Regions from separate parts of the Zea mays genome. Here all the other regions are linked to region 2. A link is a contact called in public Hi-C data. All regions are on one chromosome and are shown on one strand. Each heading gives the region's core, a stretch centred on a gene start, on an enhancer-like site or on the middle of the called end of the contact. The rest is flanking DNA. Distances are from core to core; before and after follow the strand shown. Region 1 holds the start of LOC100382709. Region 2 holds the start of LOC100272692. Region 3 holds the start of LOC103643406 (PHD finger protein MALE STERILITY 1-like).

The links. A called contact is a pair of places that touch in the nucleus more often than the background predicts.
Region 1: a Hi-C map of leaf shows a contact between it and region 2, with 2.9 times the contacts expected there. The contact joins the promoter of LOC100382709 here to the promoter of LOC100272692 in region 2. A contact is called at or near these places in 6 of 25 Hi-C or Micro-C datasets (bundle sheath, ear, leaf and 2 more) and 1 of 3 datasets of contacts at active chromatin or transcription factors (leaf).
Region 3: a Hi-C map of root tip shows a contact between it and region 2, with 2.5 times the contacts expected there. The contact joins the promoter of LOC103643406 here to the promoter of LOC100272692 in region 2. A contact is called at or near these places in 3 of 25 Hi-C or Micro-C datasets (ear, endosperm and root tip).

What each region holds. Positions count from the first base shown.
Region 1 is chr7:129,211,997-129,215,135 of Zm-B73-REFERENCE-NAM-5.0, forward strand. LOC100382709 reads left to right here and starts at 1,548. Exons shown (of 11, transcript NM_001175432.1): 1 at 1,548-1,823; 2 at 1,902-1,989. The coding sequence starts at 1,583.
Region 2 is chr7:129,065,498-129,069,136 of Zm-B73-REFERENCE-NAM-5.0, forward strand. LOC100272692 reads left to right here and starts at 1,861. Exons shown (of 5, transcript NM_001147147.1): 1 at 1,861-2,135; 2 at 2,226-2,320; 3 at 2,466-2,610; 4 at 3,261-3,539. The coding sequence starts at 1,910.
Region 3 is chr7:129,238,490-129,242,048 of Zm-B73-REFERENCE-NAM-5.0, forward strand. It overlaps LOC103643406 (PHD finger protein MALE STERILITY 1-like), which reads left to right and starts at 2,227. Exons shown (of 3, transcript NM_001365559.1): 1 at 2,227-2,713; 2 at 3,029-3,311; 3 at 3,419-3,559. The coding sequence starts at 2,395. LOC100382709 reads left to right here. Exons shown (of 11, transcript NM_001175432.1): 8 at 479-538; 9 at 643-707; 10 at 974-1,064; 11 at 1,159-1,527. The coding sequence ends at 1,212.

The DNA.
Region 1 (3,139 bases), core at 298-2,797, 150 kb after region 2:
TGGTGGAAGCATGGTCTTCACGATTCTTACATATCTCACCCAGTCATCTTCTGAGGCAATGGAGATCAACCGTCGGACAACTGTTCCACATGTAATATGGGACAACAAACCCTGAATTGATATTCTAGGGTCGTTTATGTCGCAACTAATCTCCTCACAAGCTCGAGCGAAAATCTTGTCAAAAGATGGTCTTTCATCGAACAACATGGTCACGATCTTCATATCATCAAAAGTAACATTCCCATATGCATCTATCCCCACGCTTCCTCCATGGTATAGTGTCACTAGGTGTCCATCTATTGCAAAAATAGATTACTAACTTAATAATGGCTACGTACTTAAGCCTAAAAACTTACTAAATAATAAATAAATAGTAACTACTTATTAACTAATAACTATATAGTAAATATTAAATGACCACATCAAACGAAATTACATAATCTATGAATAATGTACGAAAACAATTTATACCTTAGATCTCGTACGAGTCCAGCAAACGGTGGAGAAGGTCATGTCGGAAGAACACCTATGTACAAAAATACTATTGTCAATAAAAAATTCGGCAGCACCTCCCCTATAAAGTGATGTTTCTAAAACCTGGAAAGAAACAACAACACGATGGTTGCCAACACAGAATACTGCACGATAGCATAATAAACAATATGCTAACCATGTGATATCAATGTGCTAAACATATTGCTACATGTATATGCTAAACCCTTTATAATCACTCGCTTTCCTACATCCAATACACTAACAATATGCTACCAATTTACTAACTATATAATCACTAAATAAATATACTAACAAATAAATACTTAGCTAACTATTTATACTAACAAGTGAATAGCTATCAATCTATACATTATACCAAGTAAATTAGCTAAATAATTACTAAAAACTAAGTAAAACCATTACCGTGGGGAGGAGGGTCGGCCGTGGGGACGAGGGGCTTGACGGCGATGGAGAACGGCAAGGGCAGTGACGTGGGGACGCCGGGCTTGGAGCGGTGGAGGGGGCTGCAGCTTGGGGACGCCGGCCTTGGACCGGTGGAGGGGGCCGCGGCTTGGCGCGACGGCGGAGGCGCCCGCGGCGTGGGGCGCTGGCGCGGCGGCGGAGGAGGCCGCGGCGGCCGCGGCATTGGGCGTGCGGCTCATAGGGGCGACGAGCGGCTGGGAGGAGCGCGCAGAGTGGGGCGGCGGTTGTGCGGCGGCTCGGCGAGACGGCGACACGGCGTGAGAACAGAATGAGCGAGAGGAGAATGACGCGGTTCGAAACCCCTAGCTCGGCGCCAAGATCTATGGCGCCGAGCTAGGGGACACGTCAGCCTCCACGTCTAGCCAAACTGTCGTTGCCACGTCAGCGCTCGGCGCCATAGGCTATGGCGCCGAGCTGTGTTACCTCGGCGCCACAACCTATGGCGCCGAGCAAAGGGTCCAAACTTGCAAATAAAATTTCTGGCGGTCCAAACGTAAATTTTTGTAAAAAAAGGGCTAAAAAACAAAAAAATTCGGGAACCTCGTCGCGGGTCTGAGCTCCGCGGCGTCCTACAACCGGTGAGCGGCGATCGTTGCCGCGCGCAATGTCACCCATCGTACCACCAAAACCCCTCCCGTTCCTCACCACGCTCACCACCCGCTTCTCACTTGCCTGCTTACCCACGCGGCGTTTCACCCAAACCTGCTGTTCCAGTGCCGGGCACCGCGGTCCCGCGGTCGCGGCCACTCCTCGTCCCGGTGGAGTTTGCAGGGTCCATTCCCCCCTTAGGTCTCTTCTCCTTGCCAGCGCGGCAACTTCGGCCCGAACCGCGGCAGCGGCGGAAGGTATTCGGCGCGAACGAATTTGTGCTTTGTTGCAAAGTTGACTGGATGATGTTAATTGTGTATTTCTGATGTCCGAAGACATGTCTGACCCGGAGCTGAGGCTGGTGCTCGAGCTTGCTACTGACGAGGAACTGATGGAGGTCGAGGAGATCCTCTACGGCACCAGGTTTGAGTGCTTCCTGATTTTGCATATTAAGCTCTGATATGAGTTCATCAGATGGTTTGGATGATAGTATTGGGTTCTGAAGACAAAACTGGATGGGTTAATATGGGATTTTAATAATGGTGTGCATATGAAACAAGTGAGCGGGTATGTACGCAGCAAGCAAGTGCAGATTGATATTGGTTGTTTTGGTTGGTCACTCTTATGCAATCTTTGGGTAGTGATTCCATTGTGCCAGATTCAGTGCCTATTGCAGTTTGTATTTGGTGCTAGCTAATAGTAACTTCCATGTCTCAAAGTTCAGCATTAGTGACAAAGATGTTTGATTAAATACTCCCTCCGTCCTAAATTAGTATTCGTTTTAGCTCTTGGTTTTTATGTCTATATTCAAATGGGTAGTGATGAATTTAGACATATATACAAAACACATACATTAATATTGTATGAATCCATTAAAAGACTAAAATAAATTTTAATTTGGGACAGAGGGAGTACAATATATCTGGCAAGTATTGTTCCAGCTTTGCTACTAGCTCCGGTTTCAAATGCTGGTCGTTGTAGACCTGTGTAATAAGATTAAGAAAATAGATTGTTGGCAGCCAGAATTGCGGTCTTTGTGCCAACATAGATCGAATGACCTTGGTGCCCCTCAGCCTCATTTGTACCATACTGAGTAAATCCCTCATTTGTAAATGGTAGTATTTATTAAGCAGGGCTAAGGATGTAAGAAAAGGGTAAAATATTCGAAGAAATTCTAGGATGACCTACACTGTAAGAAAAGTTGTGAAGGCAGAAATGACCTACATTTAGGGTTGGATGGACTTACCGCTTGCAGGTACGCAACAGGAATGTGTAAGTTGTAACTTCAGTTGCTAAATCTATATGCATTGTAATGTATCATCTATGAGACAAAGATGATGGGGGACTGCAAGTTTATGTAACATAGTGGCTACAGAGGACCTGATATTATTTTTATGTTAAACCGCTTTCCTCCTCTCTTTTGTGTTCTTGTGCTTATTCGTCTGATATTAAGAATTTGGAAAACAGTTGTCTTGTCCTTCTTTCTTTTTTCTTGATTTGGCTTAAATTTGCTCACTTATTCAGTTAGACCTACTCACCTTCCTGATTTTTCTACATGGAGAATAGCATAGAA
Region 2 (3,639 bases), core at 611-3,110:
GATCTCACTCACTAGGTGGCTACCTGCAGCTAGCGAGCTTTGACCTACCCGTAACTGACACGAAACGTATAAAAATGCGGCGGGGCGTAAGCATAGCAGACTCGCGGTCCGGCCTACCGTCATTCTTAAAACGGCCAAGACCAAGAGCCTGAGGAGAGTTCTGAGTCTGAGCCGGAGAAGAAATGGCTCGGCGCTAAAAGAATTGGCTAACTGCACACGGACCTCTGCCGACAGTTTTCGAAATGGTTGACACGGCCACAGCCACAGGCATCTGATTCGTGATTCCCAGGAACAAGACGATGGAATCAGCGAGAAAAACAAAAGCAGGTTATTGTAGGATGGATCGGGTGTGACTGGGGGATGACAGCCAGAGAGAGAGAGAGAGATATATATAAAAACAATAGAGACATGGAATGGACGACGAACAAACCGTAAGGAAAGAAAGAAAGAAAGAAAAGGAGAGAAGATCTCACTCAAGCAAAAGGAGAACAAATAAAGCGGCGGCACGGGAAGAACATAACGAATCACGAGGAAAGAGCTCAGCTCCCCGCCGGCGCTCAACCACCCTCATCTTTTGCTTTCGTTGCTTCGCTTGGACTTTGTACTCGTCTACGTACTCGATCAGCCCCACACCCGTATCTTTTCTTTCTTTCTTTTTCTCCTCTCCCCCACCCGGCCCACGGCTTATCTTAGCTGACTGCGCCATACAAGTCGCCCCCAGCCAGCAAAAGGTAAACGAAAGTGTACGTACATCCGGTACAGGTAGCGAGCGACACCGCGCGGGGCGTGGCATAGACAACAAGTGACACAGCTGTACAGTAACAGATATGTACGTCAGCCAATTTCTAATCAAGAGAGTCTTGCTTTTGGACATGTTTCCATGCACTAGAGCTAATGGTTAGCTGTCTAAGAAAATTGCTAGTGAAATTAGCTAGCTAACCAGATAGAGTGGAGGGTAGACACATAGGTCGTTGAAGTAGTCTTACATCATCAGGTTGTGGCCAGCTTCACGATCCCGGTCGATGTAGCTCTGCTTCTACATCCTCTCTCTCTCTCTCTCTCTTTCTCTCTCTCTCTCTCTGAAGACCCGGAGGCAAGCATCATTGTTGCATCCATTAAAGTTTGATGCAGTATATGGAGTACATCGTCTTTGGTCATCTTAATGTCGAAGGACAAGAAAGACATGGCGAGAGTGGTTTGGTAGTGTGAAAGAAGAGAGAGGAGTGAAATATGAAGTGGTAGGAGTGAAATGAAGAGTGATGGATATTAATGAACCTAAATGTCGTTCTCTGTTTGTAGACTAGATTATTTTTGTTTATTTTTTTGGAATTTAGGCATTTCAAAACGGTTAGCTGACGTGACGCACACGTGGGCTAATTAGGACATGCGCCATGTCGCTACAACCGACCAACTGAACTGACGGGATCTGTCATATATCAATGCTAGTTAGTATCGATCGGCCCATCCAACTGAACAGTTGGTATCGATTGATAATGACTCTAACGCGTTGGTACCGATCAGACCAACCGATACGATAGCCTATACAAGAGAGTACTTGGTATCGATTGATGATAAATTTACCGATCAGACCAACCGATCGATAGATTAATCGATGGATTATTGGTCAAACCAATCGTCGTTGGAGTCATATCGATCAGCAGTAGCATGTCACCGATAGATAGCGACCCACGTTGGAACCCGCGTAGAGTGTCAAAGTAGTGGACTTAACATGCTACTCCGGTATGCTAGTAGGCTGCGCGCTTTTGCTTTTCACGCCCCGGCGAAAAGCCTTGCTATTTAAGCATGCCAAGCTCTGTCTGTCTCCACCCAGCCTCTCTCACAGTCCACTCAGTCTTTACACACTGTCTGCCTCACTCACGTCCTTCTCCTGCTGCCGCTACACCGAGCCATGGAAAGGGAGGTGCAGCTGATGGAGGGGAGGCAAGCGTGGCCGCTCCACATGATGGGGATGGCTGCCGCTGGTACGACCGCCACCTGCTTCGACAACTACAGCAGCAGTGGCAGTGGCGGCGGCGGCGGCGACTGCTTCGTGCTCGGGTGGGAGCAGCTAGCGCCGGCGCCGTTCGGCTGCTTCGGGCTCCTCACCGCCGACGTCCACGACCTCTTCCCGCTCTGTACGTGTCGCATGCATGCGCGCTCGCGACCTTCCTTGGCCCGGATTGTTGATGATGATCCCCGTCGATCGGTTGTTCCTGGCTTTGCAGTCGCCACAGGCATGGAGCCGGCGCTGCCCGCGCTGCCGCCGTCGGCGCACGACGTGGCCGCCGCGATCCCCGGCGAGCTGGACGACCTTCTCCTGGTGCGTCGGGTGAAGCAGCAGACCATGGCCATACCATACCTCCTGGCATTAGCAGTAGCAGTAGCAGCCAGAGCTATGAATTTACTCTGCTAGTGCTAGCTAGCACTTGCTCACCAAACCAACCCCCCTGGCGTGTCCTTTGCAGAGCTTCTGGGACGCGAGCTGCCACGACGGCGACGTGGGCGAGCCGCTCAAGGCGCAGCAGCAGGCCGCCTTCAATTCCAGCTGCTGCGTCACGCACGAGCGGGGGGAGGACTACTGCACCCCCACCACCGACTCCTTCGTCCACTGTGAGCGAGCGCCCCCGTTTGAATCGACCCCTCCTCCTCCGCTCCCACTCTCTCAACTGAAATTGACCGGCTTTCGTCGTCGTCTGCAATGCAGACGGACGGACCTGTTAGATTTTAGGTCCTGTTGGTCCCTCGCGCCTCGCGTGAAGTACACACACCCCGTGGTGGGGGGTTGGGTCGGGGTCGGGGTCGGACGGAGGCCGAGGACAGAGCCAGCCAGGTCGTAGAGCTAAGCGTTAAACAATGTTGTTTTGTCAATGCGTTGCCATCGGAGACGTGGGGCCCGCGGGAGTTTAGCGTCACGTAATTGTCACGGCCCGCCCCATGATTTGCGCATGATCGATGCATGGATTGGTAGCACATTGTTAATTTGTTATTAGAATCATTATGTGTGCTAGTTTCAGTATTATTATTATTATTATATATATAGTGGCAACTGCGTAGTACTACACTGGTATAGCAGGGCGCGTCTTTTGAAGAAAAGACAGATCTGGGTTCTACGTGTTTAGATTGTACTAGTGCTGACAGAGATTCTACTACTGCTAATAGTAAATTAGTCATTAGTGTGCGTAATCTTCTTGGCCAGTCACTCCCCAGTTTTGAACTCAGCCGATGGAACTGACTAATCAACCTCTCCTGCTGTCCTGCAGATGATGACAATGATGACGGCGATGATCCCTTGAGCTCGATTTTCTCCGCGGGCCTCGCGCCGGCAGCGGAGGGAGCGGTGTGCCCCGCCGCCGCAGAGGCAGAGCCCCTCCCCAGCTCGTCCTCGTCCAACTGCCGCGGGGGGGACCCGCGCGCCGGCGGGGTCGACCTGCAGCCGCAGGGACAGATGCAGCAGGGCACCGCGCGGGCGCGGGGCCGGGCCGGGACCCCGCCGCTGCCGAGGACCTCCGCGCCCTCGCTGAAACGCGCGACACGCGAAGGTGTGGGTCTCGACGTCCCGTCTTGTCACGGCCGCGCACGCGAGCTCTCTCTCACAGCCAGCAGCGGCGGCTGGCGCGAGAGTAGAGTAGACACCCCCAT
Region 3 (3,559 bases), core at 977-3,476, 170 kb after region 2:
GATAAACTCTCTAACATTACTGACCAATATATCCTTTCAGCTGTTCCTCGTTGTTTTGCTTGAATTACCTACAACGTTTCTTATCTTAATATAGTCTCTTTTTTCTTTTCATTTGCATCTCGACAATTGGATCACAAAAATTGTGTGAATAGATTATATTCGCACATTGCATGTGGTATTTGTTATTCCCTCCGTCCATAAAAGAGTGTAACTATGAGATTTGTGCAAGTCAATTAACTTAGTCCTGAATATTGTTAACATTTATATCTCCAACTAAGTTTAGTACGAAAATATAACTTTGGTCATATTTAATTTATGATAATCTTCTATCATAAATGTTAGTACTTTTTAATATAACTTTGATCAAACTTTAAATCTTTGACTTCTCAAAAAGTGAGATTCACACCCTTCTGTAGACGGAGGTAGTGCCATCTTAATTAAATTAATGTTAGAAAGTACTGACCTTTTCCATGTACAGGGTGGGAGATTGGCTGCTGTTAACCTGGAGTCTAGAGCTGGTTTGCTTGCAGCTAGGCAGGTAATATGATCTTCTGTTAGCAAGTACATATGTCCAATCCTCACACGTTTATCTAAGATTGTGTCATTCAGGTGTCATGTTTCAATAGTCTTGAATATTTGCAGGGTTTGGTTCGTGCTGCATCGAGATACGTTGGACTCAGGAGTGTCGTGACATTTCTTGGACCAATGTATGCTTCTAGTAGTAAATCTGTAACTGTTACTTCCCATTTTGTTTCAAGACAATCATTATTAGGGTCTGAATACTTCTATCACATTTCAAGCACCGCTGTTATTTTGAGCAGTTTAAGCTGTTTTTTTTTGTTTATTGCTGGATGATGTTTTGATTAATTCATAAACATTTAGTGTTGACCTTGGGCCACAAAGCATATAAATCAGAATCCCTTCATGGAGTGATATATCATGCCCTATTAGTAATTTATACCCCTTTGGTCAGATTGTGGGGGACGCTCTTGGCTGATATTGTGATTCAAATGTTGGGCACCGATTATGCTAGGATCGTCCAGGCAGTCTATGCATTTGCTCAGGTGAAGTTCATGCTATTTTCATCCGTCTTCTGAGGTGACGCGTTATTTGTCTCTAACTGCATTGATTTATATTTCTTCTGCTGCTGCTGAACAGATTCGTTTGACTCGGACAAGTTACGTGGAATCTGATGGTGAAGGACCAGAGTAAGATCGCTACTGGACTAGCCTAACTGGCATTCTGATCTAAAAGCAACCGTATTGTACATTCTAGCCATGAAGATCACCATCTGATTCTGCGGGTTCCAGTGCAAATACTCCACGGGACAACGAGGTTATAGCTTCAGACTTCGGAGTACTGTACTGCTAATGTGAGTGCGTATAAGTGACAGACGAGCGGTGTTACAAGACGTTGGGTCGCAGAGACAGTCATAGAGCACAACACAACCGGCTACTCCCCTGATCGATGTAAAGCTTAGCAAAAATAACCTAACCGTGACAATGAAAATATGATACAGTAATGTTTAACAACGAGCTCCGCAAGTGTCATTTGGGCGGCGACCTACCCTGTGAGCGCGGAAGTTGTGACTGAATTTACTTGGGCGTCACACTTCCGCGCGGGGCCCGAAGTTGTAGACCATGCATTCTGCTCTGCCCCGGTTGAATACTGTAAAATATTGCTCCCCTTATCCTAAACTATTCCTCCTAACGTTCGGTTAGGCAAGGCAGATCTCATTGACACAGCCTGATGCCACAATCTACAGTCATGCTTGAACACAACACAACACAACAGCACAGAATTTACGTGTAACACCCTGCCTGTTTCCTGTATATGAAAACACTACTCTCATTCATGATCATCACCTGGTGTGAATTTTGTCATAGTGCCTGCTTGCTATAATGTCCAAGTCTCGGAGATGTCTCAAAATCGTATTTTCCATGTTTTTTTTTCGATAACTTCAAATTCCAAATGCGTGTTGCTCGGCGCATGCATGGAGCTCGATACCTTTGTCCAACGGAAAGACTAGGCCCAACACGTACAATTAGCCTAACGCCACCGTGAAGCGTTAGCGTTCACGGATAGCATATATCTGGAAAAAGACGAGGTTTTGGTTGCAAACTTTTTCCAGAACAGAGCAGAGGAACCATGCATGCTGCGAGCGTCGTCATATATGTCTAGAAGGATGTCGGGGGCCGTATTGTTTACAGCGCCTCACAGTGATCACGCGCGCACACTCCACCACCACCAGACCGTCCAAGCTTTCTAAATCCTGGGCACTTACCGCGTGAGACCAAGGCGCCGATGGAACCACTACGGCGACCCTCCCTCGCACACTGTACGCCATAAAGCGCGCGCCTGCACCACCAGCTCCGCGGCGTCCGGTCCGGCGACATGGCTGCCAATAATAAGACGATGGTGGTCAGCCTGGGGAGCTCGCGGCGGCGGAAGCGCGGCGAGATGCTGTTCCGGTTCGAGTCCTTCTGCCAGCCCGGCTACCCCGCTCCGCTCGCCGGCGGGGGCGCCTTCAGGGACAACGTCAGGGCGCTGCTCGGCCTCGCGCACCTGGAGGCCGGCGCGCATGGCGAGACCAAGTGCTGGTCTTTCCAGCTCGAGCTGCACCGCCACCCGCCCACCGTCGTCAGGCTCTTCGTCGTCGAGGAAGTGGTCGACACGTCGCCGCAGCGCCAGTGCCACCTCTGCCGTCACGTCGGTACTCACCGCTTTGCTACTGTCTTTTGTCGATCCTATAGATGATGCTGAACCTTGTGCCCTGTACACGAGTTATACGTCCTAAGTTACACCATGGGGTCGTGCATGATACATCTGACAGCCGAGTATAACTGTTAGATAAAGCTATTAGAATTGCTACTAATTCGATTTTTTTTTATCGCCAATACAATGAACAGCGGACTCGAACTGCACTATGATCCGCAGAAAGAAAACTATAACGATCGAGCAACTCGGCCACTGTCAGATATATGCGCTCACTCTGCCAGGAAACCCCCGCGTGGTGTTTCTGTTTCAGGTTGGGGTCGGCATCTGATCTGCAGCAAGCGGTTCCACTTCGTGCTGCCCAAGAGGGAGTTGTCAGTGGAAGCTGACGGCCTGCACTACGGGATCAACCACAGCCCGGAGAAACCGTCCAAAGGCACGGCGACCTCCAGGGGCCACCTGCTGCACGGCGTGGTGCACCTCAACGGCTTCGGCCACCTCGTTGCCCTGCACGGCTTCGAGGGCGGCTCCGAATTCGTCGCCGGCGAGCAGATCATGGACCTCTGGGATCGCATATGCTCCTCTCTGAACGTCAGGTGTGCAACGCGAACTACTGTGCAACACGTTCGTTGTGCCCCGTGCACTGCCACTGCATCATATGAGTGCATGACGGCTCGTGTTTCGTTTGGTTATCCATTGCAAGGAAGGTGAGCCTCGTCGACACGGCGAGGAAGGGGCACATGGAGCTGCGGCTGCTGCACGGCGTTGCGTACGGCGACACGTGGTTCGGGCGGTGGGGCTACAGGTTCGGCCGGCCCAGCTACGGCGTCGCGCTACCGTCCTA